Linked DNA regions of Pan troglodytes: region 1 is linked to region 2. A link is a contact called in public HiChIP or PLAC-seq data. All regions are on one chromosome and are shown on one strand. Each heading gives the region's core, a stretch centred on a gene start, on an enhancer-like site or on the middle of the called end of the contact. The rest is flanking DNA. Distances are from core to core; before and after follow the strand shown.

What was found. HiChIP or PLAC-seq counts read pairs in DNA pulled down with a chosen protein or histone mark.
Region 1: an H3K4me3 HiChIP or PLAC-seq map of stem cell-derived excitatory neurons shows a contact between it and region 2, with 2.1 times the contacts expected there. The contact joins the promoter of KIF15 here to the promoter of ZNF197 in region 2. A contact is called at or near these places in 1 of 7 Hi-C or Micro-C datasets (stem cell-derived neural progenitor cells) and 1 of 1 datasets of contacts at active chromatin or transcription factors (stem cell-derived excitatory neurons).

What each region holds. Positions count from the first base shown.
Region 1 is chr2:48,763,517-48,766,216 of NHGRI_mPanTro3-v2.0_pri, reverse strand. KIF15 (kinesin family member 15) reads right to left here and starts at 1,270. Exons shown (of 36, transcript XR_678921.5): 1 at 1,062-1,270. It overlaps KIAA1143, which reads left to right and starts at 1,271. Exons shown (of 3, transcript NM_001242591.4): 1 at 1,271-1,444. The coding sequence starts at 1,337.
Region 2 is chr2:48,621,943-48,624,642 of NHGRI_mPanTro3-v2.0_pri, reverse strand. ZNF197 (zinc finger protein 197) reads right to left here and starts at 1,404. Exons shown (of 6, transcript XM_016940868.4): 1 at 1,267-1,404.

The DNA of each region.
Region 1 (2,700 bases), core at 21-2,520, 140 kb before region 2:
ATAAAGTGGAAACAAAGAACAAACAGTATGATTGTTTAGAAAGCAGGATGAACATTTCTCTCCAATAAGGTACCATTTTGTGAGCTCATAGTCCTTGAATACTGAAAATGATGAAAGGAAAAGGAATATTTTATATGCAAAAAGGTAGCATAAGGAGGTGTTCCGATAAAGGTGTGATCGACCTAAAAGATTAATGAAACAACAAACCCATCAAAAACAACTACAATTCACAGAAAGCTATAAACATTAACGGCGTTGGAAAGCTCAAATGACAGAAGTTCACAAATTCTTAATCATCTAATCCAGGCCTCTCCTCATTACCATTCAGACCACTCACAAAGATCCCATTAAATCAGCTCATAATCAGGTTTACAAAAATAAGACTCCTTAAGAGATGTGGCAATGTGAGAAGTGGAGCACGTACACATGCACAGCAAATGACTACGTTAGTGAAAACTGTAGGGTTTATCATAAGCAAAATGACAGTGCTCTCCTCCGTGAAAAAGAGAAAGAAATCGGACGGGTCTCCTTTAAGTGAAAATAGAGACTGTGAGAACATAAAGACATTGCTGACATCTGTGTTTTAACATTCCATTTATTTAAGGAAAGAGGAGAAAGAAATTTTTGGAATATAAATAAACCCTTCCCTATAGGAAGGTCAGAAATGTAGAAATACGCAGAAGCTGGTGGGAGCAAAAGCCGATCCTGAGACAAGGATACCTAGAGAGGTAGCCCTGGTCGGGATGTGGGAAGAGGCCTGCGAAAAAACAGCAGAACCAAGGGAAAGAAAGGGAAGAACGTCAGGTCCACTGCTCATCCCGAGCGCCTAGAACTGCGCCAGACTCCTGGCATGCGCACAGGACACGGAAGGAAGGGATGAGCTTTTCGGCTAGCGTATTGTCTTTGAGCGACAGAGCGGGATTCCCAAACGTCCCCGCCGGTCACTCAGCTCCTGCAGTTCATGCCTAGCAAGAACCTTGCGGGCGGTCCGAGGCTGCCATCCTTTCACAGCTGTATTTGGGGGCAAAAATAGGGTAACGAAGCCGGGGGCCCAGACTTACTTTTGCAGCCGGGTGCCATAGCGCCCTCACCCCTCGATCCCGAAAACAATGCAGCCGGTGCCTCCACCTCCCGACTGCACCGCGCGCGACTGAATTCCGCCCGCTCAAGATGGCCGCGAATTTGAATTTGGCGCTTGGATCGGACGTTGACGCCCGCATGGAGGCCGCCATGTTGCCCGGCCTACGCATCGGGGGCGTGGCCCAGTGACGTCACAGCTAAGCGCCTCTGTATCGTCGCGAATCCGTCGCGGAACCTGTCTTTACCCAGAGCTACCATGAGCAAGCGGAACCAGGTATCGTACGTGCGGCCAGCCGAGCCGGCGTTTCTGGCCCGCTTCAAGGAACGGGTCGGCTACAGGGAGGGACCCACCGTAGAGACTAAGGTGAGCCTTCGCCAGTCGTGTTTCTTCGGAAGTGCAGCCAGCCCGCCGCTTTCAACTTTTGCCTCTACTTGGAGGGTGGGTGCTGTCGGGTCCCTCTTTTCACCCGCGCTCGAACCCAATTCCGGTGGAACTCGGACCCCCAGGCTGGTTCTTTTCAAGCGACTACAGCCCCCTACGCCCAGGAAGCTCTGTAGTTTTCAGAGCGCTGCTGTGTTCCTGAAAATGACCTGACGTGTAAACCGCCTGGTCCTTGGTAGATGGTAAAGAAAGATCACTTTATTGTCTCTTCTTTCTCACTTGTTTACCTCAAAAGCTGTGAGTTCGCAGGGTGAGTTAGAGTTACAGCGTCGTCCCGTATTCCAGATAAGGACAAAGGCCACTCGATCAAATGACCCCCGCCCCAACCATGTCCTAGGACTCGAGTCTGGAACGTCTTCGGAGGAATGTCCTGAATCTGTTTCTATGCTTTGTTAATTAAAAATAAATAAAAATAATATAGAGAAGGTCGGGCACAGTGGCTCACGCCTGTAATCCCAGCACTTTGGGAGGCCTAGGTGGGCGGATCACCTGAGGTCAGGAGTTCGAGACCAGCAGAGCCAATAGCCAATATGGTGAAACCCCCCGTCTCTGCTAAAAATACAAAAATTAGCCGGGCATGGTGGCACATGCCTGTAGTCCCAGCTACTCCGGAGGCTGAGACAGAATCGCTCGAACCCGGGAGGTGGACGTTGCAGTGAGCTGAGATGGCGCAGCTGCACTCCACCCTGGGCAACAGAGCGAGACTCCGTCTCAAAAAAAAAAAAAAAAAGCCGGGCCTGGTGGCTCACGCCTGTAATCCCAGCGCTCTGGGAGGCTGAGGCGGCAGATCACGAGGTCAGGAGATCGAGACCATCCTGGCTAAAACGGTGAAACCGCGTCTCTACTAAAAATACAAAAAATTAGCCGGGCGTGGTGGCGGGCGCCTGTAGTCCCAACTACTCGGGAGGCTGAGGCAGGAGAATGGCGTGAACCCAGGAGGAGGAGCTTGCAGTGAGCCGAGATCGCGCCGCTGCACTCCAGACTGGGTGACAGAGCGAGACTCCGTCTCAAAAAAAAAAAAAAAAAAATAAGAGTAGGCAGAAGCCGTAAATATCCTGGGTCTAAATAGAAGAAGAGGAGCTTCGGGAAAGAGCCACACCTGACTATTGTTGTCTAGGGCCGGAGGGATCAGTATTGAACACATGAATGACAAGAAAGCAAAACAGCTACATTGCTGA
Region 2 (2,700 bases), core at 155-2,654:
TGCCATGCAGTCAATCTTTTACGACTTCTGGGTACTGTACCACAATTAGAAAGACCTTTTTCACTCTGAGCATGAAGAGAGTCTTAAGTGGTGTCAGGACTCTATTAGTGAGAAATGGTGGGGGTGGGAGGGCTGGATATCAAGAAAGGTCAGTTAGGTTTTTCTAATAGTCTAAACACATGACTTAAGTTCTAAACGAAGTAGGGATAAGGCAATTGAGAAAAACTTGGCAGTCCTTGGTAACTGATCTGGGGGTGATGGAAAGGAATTTTTAAAAAGAATTTTGAATAATTTTCAAATAACATAAAAATAACAAATTCTTAAACATACATTTTATTAGCTTCTCACAAAAGGTTTTCAAAGCAGAAGTTAAAAAGAACAAAAGGATCAGAGGAGCGAATCCACTCAAGGCCACTTAGCTAACTGAGACATGGGAGCAAATTCTGAATTCAGGGATTCTAATTCCAGAAGTCCAAAACAATTCCATCTACGAAGAAACTTATGAAACCCAAACAACCCAAACTGTTCTAAAACAACAGTTTCCAAACACCAGTCCACGACAAAGCTTTAATCTGGTAAGCTGCAAAAAGAGAAAACCAGTAACAATCGTCGCTGACAGGTTGGCAATGAGTGTGTGTGTGTGTGTGTGTGTGTGTGTGTACGCGCGCGCGCGCACAAAGGCCAGCATTTATTCTGAGTTTACGGTCTTAGTACTTTGTGTTAAAATGTATTGCCTGAAGTAATGTTGGTATGGGTGGTTTCAAGTTTGAGTTTTTCAAGTTTGATTTTTAAATACCATTATATTACAAAACTAAAAGACTAAAAAAGCTAAAATCGTTCCACCCCTTAAAACAAACAAACAAAAAAATCCGTCCTCAAGAGTCTGGGCGCCACCGGTAATAGGGAAACCTCAGAATGTTTCTGTGGATTAGCCTCAGACAAGACTGAGGAAGAGCAGAAAGGCCTGAGCTGGGGGAGCAGGCTACTGAGGCAGCTCTTCTCAAAGCGCCAGCGGAGTCCGTTAGACGGGAGCACCGGTCCACAAACACACACAGACTCGGAGCTGCCTCAGTACCTCCCCCGGGCCGGCTGCCTGCCCAGCCGAGGCCACGACGTCGAACCCCAACACGAAGCTGGCGACGGACCATGCCGGGGGTCAGGGCCCGGGAGAGGCTACCGAGGGCTGTGCAGTCCCAGCAAGCTCAGGCCCGCGTCCCGGGCCGCCTTCCCTGCACGCCCACCCGCCCCCGAGCCCACCCCGCTCACCGGGGGCTCCCGCTGCGGCTCCAGCCTTGGGTACCGCCGCCTCGGCGCCAGGCCGCTAGGAGATGACACAGGAACGAGCCCTTGCGGCAGCCGAGGCACAGAATAATGGCCGAGCCGAGAATACTTCGACTTCCGGTTGCACCCCGCCCCTCATCCCGGATCTCTAGGAAGCCACATCTCTATGGTTCGTTTCTTTTCCCAGAACTGGGGAAGAGAGGCGGAACTCCTGAGCCCTTGGGTACTAGTGTTCCTTACATCGAACACGAACTGGCCGCTGTTTCAGACCGGAAGGGTGCGGAGATGAAAGACAGGACCCAGGGTCTCAGGATGCCTGTTGCCTCCTAAGAGAGTTGGACATTTCTGTTTTGATATGCATTTCAATTGAGGTTGATAGGGAGTAACCTTCACGTCTGAATGACCTGGTAGGTGACTTTTCTGGTCTCTTCTTGAACTTATGCAATTCTCACTATAAATAATAACATGACTTATAAATCACCCTCTTGTGAATTCGCTTACTGTGGTGTATCTCTTGCCCACATGATGACATATTGGAGCTATGATATTAAATAATAATCAAGTTGAAGGTGCAAGGTAATGTGCAAATGGTAGGGACATCTCTCCCCTGAAAGAAGAGGTTATTCTAGCTGTCCATCGCCCTGGGTAAAGTCAGGTGTATATAAAGGAAACTGGAACTCTGATCCTCTCTTTGGTCTTCAGTCTCTTAAGTTTGGACTTCTGGAATTGACACCCCTATATGGGACTATGGCTGAAACAAGTCTCCAAAAGGGTAAAGGCCATGTCTGCATGGATCCCATGTATTTAGCACCTAGTACAAAGCTGAAGCCATATAGGTTGTAGATGAATGTTTATTCAATGAGCAAGGTTCATGTTATTCTGTTTATGTCTTTTTTTTTTTTTTTGAGATGGAGTTTTGCTCTTGTTGCCCAGGCTGGAGTGCAGTGGCGCAATCTTGGCTCACTGCAATCTCCACCTCCCGGGTTCAAGCGATTCTTCTGCCTCAGCCTCCTGAGCAGCTGGGATTACAGGCACGTGCCACCATGCCTGGCTATTTTTTTTTTTTTTTTTTTTTTTTTTTATTTTTAGTAGAGACGGGGTTTCACAATGTTGGCCGGGCTGGTCTTGAACTCCTGACCTCAGGTGATCCACCCCCACCTTGGCCTTCTAAAGTGTTGGAATCACAGGCGTGAGCCACCGTGCCAGGCTTATTCTGTTTATTTCTTTATGTTCTCTCCTGGCATTCATTAAACAACATACTTAAACTTCAGCCTTGATTCATTCATTTATTCAACTACTGAGTACTTGTCATATGCCAAATACTGTTCTGGGCACTAGGGACATAAATAAAGAGGTAAAGTCTCTGTTCTCATGGAGCTTACATTTCTAGTGGGATAAACAGAAAACAAATATAAAAAT